2 separate regions of the Macaca mulatta genome follow, and region 2 is linked to region 1. The links are chromatin contacts, called in public Hi-C maps. All regions are on one chromosome and are shown on one strand. Each heading gives the region's core, a stretch centred on a gene start, on an enhancer-like site or on the middle of the called end of the contact. The rest is flanking DNA. Distances are from core to core; before and after follow the strand shown. Region 1 holds the start of PCBD1 (pterin-4 alpha-carbinolamine dehydratase 1). Region 2 holds the start of PPA1 (inorganic pyrophosphatase 1).

Region 1 (4,262 bases), core at 1,221-3,720:
CAGCCTGCTCTGCCCGGATCCTGTGCCTATAAAACTCCCTAGACTCAGCCACACTGAGGGAGACAACCCGACCTTCTCGTTCCCTCTCCACTGAGAGCCATTTCATCACTCAATAAAATTCTCCATCCTCACTACCCTTCAATTGTCAGCATGACCTCTTTCTTCTTGGATGCAGGACAAGAGCTCAGGACCCACCAAACGGCATCCACAAACGCTGTAACACTGGCCGTCTGCCCTCACTGGTGGAGGCAGCTGCCCCACAGAACAGAAGCAGCACCAGGGCCAAGCTGGTCCTGGAGCCACAGGCCAGAGTGGAGAAAGGGGCTGACAGAGCTGCTAACATGCTGCTGTCCATCAGGCTGCAGATGGTGGAGCAAAAAGAGCTAATTAGCTCTGTAACACTCCTCTCTGGGGCTTCAGGCACCCCTGCCTGGGTGCTGCCACAGTCTCCTTGGGGTGACACACCTGGTCCGGCCATGGGCGCCACACGGAGCCTGCTCCCGTGTCATGGCTCGATGCAGCTGGCCAAACCCTGCATCACTCGCTCAGATGCTCCCTCATGCCAGGGGCTGAGCATGCAGTTGCAGTGGCCACATGAGCTGTGGGCTGGAACGCAAACCAGATGTGGGCTGCAAGCTGAATACATAGGGCACTCCCTGCTGCAACCCCAGCAAAGGGGTCAAAAGAAATCCTGCTTCACAATAAACTCTCATTTTATAGCTATTAGCCTGACAAAAAATAAAAAGCTGGCTAACAGGAAGTGTGAGTATGTATGTGTAAGGTGCATATGGAAATAGTACCCCCTCACACTGTGCGGGCGAGAATGAGGACTGGTGTCCCCATTCTGGACATTATCTGGAACTATTTTGAGATACACACCCATGCGGGAAATTGCTGGATTCATAGGGTATGAATATACTTAAGAAACTGCCCACAGCCCCGGGAGCTATTAGAGATGTTCACTGCAGCAGCATTGTTGTTTAACTCTGTGTGTGTATGTGTGTGTGTGCCCACATACTCACGGATTTGGGAGGTGGTGGTAGCAGCAGAAAGTTGGAGGGAACCTAAGTATCCATCACTGATAGAACAAGAAACCACGGCAGACTCTCATTACAAAATACTAGGCCGCAGTTAAAAGCTACAGATTGAATATACATATAGCGACATGGGTAGATCTTAATTTTCCACTAAATACTCTGTTTTGTAAGAAACAGACTGAGAAATGTAATATATTTACATAATACCATTTACATAAATTTAAAAATACATATAGACGAAACAACACCACACATTTTGCAAGAACGTGTGCAAACAAAAATACACATTAACACATTAGAGAGGCTGCTATGGGCCGTGGCGGCGGGCGGGGGGGAATAAAAATGGAGTACAAGAATAAAAGGTAACAGAAAAAATGTAAAATGTGAGAGGACTTTTCTAACCTGACTCTAAGACTTATTATAAAGCTATAATAATCAAGACAAGGTAGCGTCCTGTCATGATGGACAAACAGATCAATGGAACAGAAGAAAGGGCTCAGAAATAAACCCACACATATATAATCAATTGATGTTTTACAAAGGTGCGAAGACAATTCAGTGGAGAAAGGAATAACTGAATCTCCATGTGCAAAAGTGAATCTGGATCTATAACTTGAAGCATACAAAAATATTTACTCAATGTGGATCACAGACTAAATGTAAAACCCAAAGCTCTAAAACATAGGAGAAAACTTTTGTGATCTCGTGTTAGGCCAAGATTTCTATGCGTACAACATCAAAATAGAAATCTATCAAAGAAGCATTTGATAAATTGGATTTCATCAAAATTAAGAACGTTTGCTCTTTGAAAGGCAGCGTAAGATAATTCAAAGAAAATATTTGAAAAGCACTGCCTGATCATGTCCTTATATCCAGAAAAAAACACCCTCAAAACTCGGTAAGAAAACAAACAACCCAATTTCTTTTTTAATGGGCAGGAAATTCAAACATGCTATTCACCAAAAAAGACTTATCCTTAGCAAATAAGTACATGAAAAGATATTCAATATCATTAGTCATCAAGGAAACTTGATATGTTCATAATCTTGATCTCAGTGTCGGTCTCACGAGGGAAACATTAAAATTCATCAAATTGTACACGTTGAATATGTGCAACTTATTGCATGTCAATTCTATCCAAATAAAAGATTTTTATAAAGAAATAAATAGTTATTCTGGCGCCCAGGGCCACCCAGCTGTAAGCGGCGGGCTGGGATTCCAACCCTGAAGTGGGCATTTGGAGCCCTCATGCTTCACCCTAGCTCCCTGAAACAAGCTCGGAGGATTGGCTCTGAGCAGCGAGGAAAGTGCTGGAAGGAAGCAGGCCGAGCGCGTCCCTGGCTGGGGACGTTAATCATTACCGGAGGGCGGTCCGAGCGCGGCCCCGCCCCGGGACGGCCGCCTGCGCGCCCGGCCGCCGCCTGCCCTCTCCGCCGGCCACCTGCTGCCGCCCGCGCCATGGTGAGTCCAGGGGTGCGCCGCCGCGATCGGGGCAGCGGGGCCGGGGCAGCAGCGGGCGAGGTGGGAGCGGGACGGGGCGGGGGAGGGTCTTTTCGAGCCTCCTGCGGAGCCGCCGGGGTCCGAGAGTGGGGTCTCTGCCCGGGTCCCTGTCGCCGGCGGCGGGGAGGGGAAGCTGAGGCCCTGAGAGGGGCATGGCGGGTCCCGGTCCCAGCCAGTTGGGAGGCCAGGCCTGCCCTGACCCAGGCCAGTGCTTGTTCCCGGACCCTGCTGGGGGCGGGGCCTACGACCTTACAGGGCCGGGGAGGACCGTGGTGGGAGAGTTCGCAGATCTCGTCCCCTTAGTGGCCCGATTCGGCTTTATACTGGGGTGGGAGCGAGAGGCAGGCTGAGTTTGCGCGCTCCTGTGCGTACCCGTCCGCGCCCCTTCCCGCTCGCACTCTGGATACAGGGTCTGTCCGCCTGGGACTCACGCTCTGAGCCCATGTGCGGTCCCGGGCTCCAGAGCCAGCCTCCGCGCCGGTTTGAGGCCGGTGCCCGGCCGCGGGGGCTTGGTGGCGCAGGAGCAGCCCTCCTCCCGGGCTAGCTTCCCCCACCTACCCCCGGGGCGGGGGCGGGCCCCTTGCTCTGCTGTAAGCTCGGGCGCTTCATCAGACCGTTTCTGGCCCACAGGCCTTCGGAGCAGGCAAGACTGGGAGGGCCTTTTGATGGGAGAGGGACTTGGGGGAGGGAGGATGAGTGGGGCTGTTTGTGAGGGGCGCTGAGGCCCCCAGAGATGCAGGCTTGGGAAATCGGCGACCACTCCCCACACCTCGCCAGAGGAGGCAAGACCTGGCGGGGATTTACTAAGCAAACAGGGCACCGTCCCCCTCTCCAGAGCCGGCACCTGGAAGATTTGTCAGTTCAGCCCCAGGCTCTGCGACTTGGGGGGTTCCAGAAGGCTCTACCGAGAAAGGGAAGCCTCCTAAGAGCTCACCTGGACTCACCCATCCCTTTAAGAGCCAAGGAAGTAAACAGTGGGCTCTGATGCTTTGGCTGACTTCTGGTTGTCTGGATACACGGACCAGGCAGTCAGCCACGGGGAGAGGGCCAGCTCTGGAGTAGAGACCTCCCTACTGGGCAGATGATGCAAATCGCTGCTGCCATTCAATCCCTGTAGCCATCTAGAGCCGAGGAGAGGAGAGGGGCCAAGCTCCCTCAGTCCGGAGAGAGCTCACGTTTTCAGGAGGGAAACAGGAGGGAAAAAAGACGGACTTAGGAAAGCACTGCGATGCTTCAGCTACCACAAATGCTACCAGGCCCATCACAAGCCTACTTGCCTTAGGAGGTATTTTTTTGTAATGCAGATGACATTTGCTTTATAGCAGTGGAGTTTCCTAAAGTGTCCCATTGGCACCTCCTGATGATCTGTGGAGGTAGAGGTTCTGCCAAGAGAGGTACAGCCACCTGGCTGGTAAATGGTGAAAGCGGGGCTCAAACTTCCTGCCAATCAACACATGGTGTTCAGTCTGCAGGCTGCCTCATAAAAGCTAAATTAACCTCCCTCACATTCCCTCCTCACCCCTAAGTATTTCTTTTCAATTCAGCACTCTATTTCTGCCCTTGGGTGGTGCTACTCTAGAAGCCTAGGTTCTGGGATCCGTTAAGGTCCTAGACCTGGATCCTCCTAGGATGAAACTGACCCTTGCTTCCTTGCATTCTCTGAGGTTCCACTCATGGCCTGAATTGTGCCAATTTGGGCTGCGTTGAGGGCACTTTGCACATTAG
Region 2 (4,262 bases), core at 1,132-3,631, 650 kb after region 1:
TGAGCCGAAATCACACCACTATACTCTAGCTTGGGTGACAGAGTGAGACTCTGTCTCAAAAAAGAAAACAAACAAAAAAAGAGAGTGTAGTTGCAAGCCAAAGAAGGAAATTAGAGACACCCAATAGGGTCACCCAGAGCAAAGGGGACAGGATATGGACTGGAAAGTGCCACTAGATTTGGTCACTGAGAAAGATAATATTTGAGAAGAGATGGACTCCTTCTCTGTCAAACTAATGTACTTAAGAAGGTATTCACCTTTTCATTAATTCCTCTACCCATTCGTCCAGCAAAGATTCAGTAAACATCTACTCTAGGCTGTGTACTGTGCTAGGCCCTAGGGAGACATAGTAGACCAAGGTCCTTTTGGGCCTATGGGCTCACTACACTTGACTGCAAAGGAAAGTTACAATGCACCAGGGCTGGGTGTTTTACCAGAGCTGGTACTGACTGGCTCTCTGAATACATTCGATGAAACAAGAGCCAGTGTGCAAGTTCAGAGGTCAGTGAGACTTTATTATCTTGCTGTGAACTGGCAGGAGGCAAAGGGAAAGTGTATGTAGAACATTATTATTGCATCACTGCTGTCTCCTTAAGTCAGTCACAGATGAGAGTCTGGGTATTTCCAAGAAAATTGGTTCCATCTGCTCAAAGGCAGAAAAGTGATAGAGCAGTCCAATCAAAAGAGCATCCCCCTTAAAATATTCTCTGAACTTGATCCTACTTTTTTTTTCTTTTTTGAAACAGAGTCTCGCTCTGTCACCCACACTGGAATGCACTGGCATGATCTCAGCTCACTGCAACCTCCGCCTCCTGGGATCAAGTGTTCTCCTGCCTCAGTCTCCCGAGTAGTTGGGATTACAGGAGCGTGCCACCACGCCCAGCTAATTTTTGTATTTTTATTAGGGACAGGATTTCACTGTGTTGGTCAGGCTGGTTTCGAACTCCTGACCTTAGGTAATCTGCCCACCTCAGCCTCCCAAAGTGCTGGGATTGAAGGCGTAAGTCACCATGCCTGGCCTTGACCCTAATTAGTGACTAAACTATTGCTTCGCTATTTTTTTTTCCTGCCCTTTTGTTCTAACTGCAGTAAAACTGTGGTGTAATGTTCCAAAAAAATCAGTGAATCACAGCCTTCTGAAAATTAATGGGTGTCAGTGGGATTTGGGAGTTGGACAGAGACAAAGGGAGGGACACCATAACTAACTGGAGATCTTACTAGGTTTTCATTTAATATTCATTTTTTACAATAGACATTGTTTTGAAAAGAAGAGTTTAATTCAAAATGTCCTTAAGACACATTATCTTTAATGCTCTAGGAAAAGTTATTTAAATAAATCCTGGCCATGAAAATTTTTTAACAAATAAAACTAGGCATTCTTTGAAATGTAAATAATAATTTTCTAATTTATATTGAGGATTTTGGACATACTTTTTTTCTTTAACATGTATGCCCGGGGAGGTAGGTAAGTGATGCAAATATTTGCCCATTGCCTCTATCAGACTTTAGTTTTTGGGGTCTGGCCTGACATGATGAAATATAAACAGGAAAACAAGCTCAGAGGAGCCTATCCCTAAGAGCAATCCTTCACGCGACTCTAGCTCACGCCTGGACCTTCCCAATGCTTCCATCTGAAGCCCCTGGGGACCCGGGTGGGTTAAGTAAGGTGGTGGGGGGCGGGTAGGGGAAAGGGGGTAGTAAATCTTCCCCCACTGGGGAGGGTGACAGTAACAACTTCCAGAGTGTTTACAAAGACCCAGGTTCTGCTCCAAGCCTTTGACGTGTATTAACTCGGGTAATCATCCCAGTAACTCATGAAATAGTTACTATTACTATCTTCACTTCCCAGATAAGCAACGGAGTCAGAGAGGTTATAGAAAGTGGAAGAGCGAGTACCTTACTGCTAGCCACTAGGGGCGTCAGTATGGCTCAACTTTGTTAAGACGGATCAGAAAAATGCTCACCTTTAAGACCGCAAGCAGGGCCTGTCTGGGGAAGCAGATGACTTATCATCGCCTTTTGAGATAAGGAATAGGTCTGCGGGGAGGAGTGTGTGAGAATCAAAGGTGAGTTCCCTGTGTGCGTGGTCGGCCGTCAACTCCTAGCTAGTCCAAGCTTAGGGCCTGCGCATTTGCCCTCCCGGGTCAGAGCCCAATGCCGAAGGAATAGAGCCAGCGCCGGCGGCAGCCACGTGGCCCAGACTCTGATCCCCCACTGTCATCGCAGAGGCTGGGCCCGAGGGGCGGGGCTCGGGAGTGCGGAGTGCGCCTGCGCACGGGGTTGGCCCGGCGGGGGCGGGAACGCTAGCGGAGCCGCGTTAAAGGCGCTCCCCGCCCCGCCCACCGGTCCAGTACTCGTAGTGCGCAGGCGCGGGGCTCTCTGCTTGTCTGTCGGCGCCGCGTGCGGGCTGGTGGCTCTGTGGCAGCTGCGGCGGCTGGACTCCGGCACCATGAGCGGCTTCAGTACCGAGGAGCGCGCCGCTCCCTTCTCCCTGGAGTACCGAGTATTCCTCAGTGAGTGTCTGCGGTCCCCGGCCCCTCCGCGCCGGTCCGCCCATTCATTCCCGGGCCTCGCCTCCCCGGGAGGGTGCGGCCCGCGTTCGGCCCCAAGTCTCCGACGCGTTGTGGGGCCTGGCCGGCCCTCACATTGCACACTTGCCGCCGCCGGTCGGGGCAGCGGGGGTCGCCTCCGGCCATCCCTCCCCGCTGAACGGCGATGGTCCCTTTCTCACGCCACGGGGTACCCGAACCTGGGCCCAGCTAGTTTTGCATGTGTCCGACTCGGACAGGGTCTGATGGGAAAAGGAAATCACAGACCCACTCTAGAAAGGTGCCTGGAGGTAGCATAATGCCCGTAAGAGGATTGCTCAGTTTGGAGGGACGGCGACTCCGAGGGGGGGCAGTGACTTCCTAAAGACCTTAATTCCGCCGCCGTAGCTCAGATTATGGGCGCTGAGCGGAGCCAAGTCCACCCCCTCATTTTACAGAAGGGGAAACTGAGGCCCGGATCGGGAGCCTCTGTGAAGGCGCTGGACCGGTCCTCCGGGGTCCCGGTAGCGCTCCTGCCTCTCCGCCGCCTGTGTTCCCTCAGCGCCGATGCTGGGAATCCTTATGAAACAGAAAGCTGTTCCTCTCAAATCAAACAGATGACGTCAATCTGGAAGAATGACTGAGAAAGTGCCAAGTTTTTTACCTTTGCAGGATTCGGCGTCTAGGGGGTACCTACCCCGGGTCCTGCACCTAGGGCTGCACGGGGAAACCGGGAGGCTGCAGGCTGGCGCCCTCCACGCTCCTTAGGGCACCACCTTTTTTTTGGCCTTGTAGGTGGAGGAAATCTACTTGGGGTTTTTCTTTATCCTCTTACTCCCCCCACCCCCAGCTACTAGGAGTAGATTATGGGCGATAACGGAGGCGTTCGTAAATGTGTCACCACAAGCGCTTCTATTTTAATCTCTTTACAGTTTTATTTGGAAGGAAATGGGCAGGTACCTCGAACTCTGAGTTGGTGTATGAAGGACCGGGAAGCGGGGAGTAGAGGGGACGAATGGGAATAGGCATTGAAGGAACAAAGCTCCTAGCAAAAAGTAGCCTGGTGCGGGAGGAAAAGGAAAGTGAACCGTAAAGCAAACATCTAGCTGAAGGTTAACTATCAGAAAAATCCAGGAAGCGTGAGAACTACCCACCCCTCCCCATTTTATTTAATTTTGCAATTAAGCAACAAGGGCAGTGCAGTGACTTTTGACTAATAATTCATGGAACTGTTTTTCTGGAAATAGTGTTGGCTCCAGAATTTCTCTGTAGGAAGGGCTTACAGAGGTGACTGGTTTGAAGGTGAGGGGTGGATCTTCAAGCTGTATATGCAGAATAAATACACTGCTTTTACTTAGGTTATTTGCAATTAATATTTTCTCTCTATATATATAATATATATGTTATATATATCTTCCGTTATGGGAGACCAAAGCTACTTCTAGAATTTGGCACTAGCTGAAGTAACTGTTTTTGTCGAGTGGAACTCTCTGGAACTTAAGAAATACTAATAATTAGAACCCACTATATAGTTATCAAATTTTAAGTGCTTTATCCTTCCTTAATATAAATAAACTTTTTTTTAGCTTTGTAATATTACATTTGTCAGTTTCTCTAAAACTGATAGAGGACTGGACAGACTGCAAAGTCACAATTGACCCTAAAAGGACTTTTATGTTTTATTGTTTGTGTTTTGAAACAGAGTCTTGATCTGTTGCCCAGACTGGAGTGCAG

What was found. A called contact is a pair of places that touch in the nucleus more often than the background predicts.
Region 2: a contact with region 1 is called in a Hi-C map of fetal cortical plate, with 4 times the contacts expected there. The contact joins the promoter of PPA1 here to the promoter of PCBD1 in region 1. A contact is called at or near these places in 2 of 14 Hi-C or Micro-C datasets (fetal cortex germinal zone and fetal cortical plate).

Annotation. Positions count from the first base shown.
Region 1 is chr9:78,747,563-78,751,824 of T2T-MMU8v2.0, forward strand. It overlaps PCBD1 (pterin-4 alpha-carbinolamine dehydratase 1), which reads left to right and starts at 2,471. Exons shown (of 4, transcript NM_001266886.1): 1 at 2,471-2,498. The coding sequence starts at 2,496.
Region 2 is chr9:79,397,284-79,401,545 of T2T-MMU8v2.0, forward strand. It overlaps PPA1 (inorganic pyrophosphatase 1), which reads left to right and starts at 2,382. Exons shown (of 11, transcript XM_015147456.3): 1 at 2,382-2,513. The coding sequence starts at 2,450.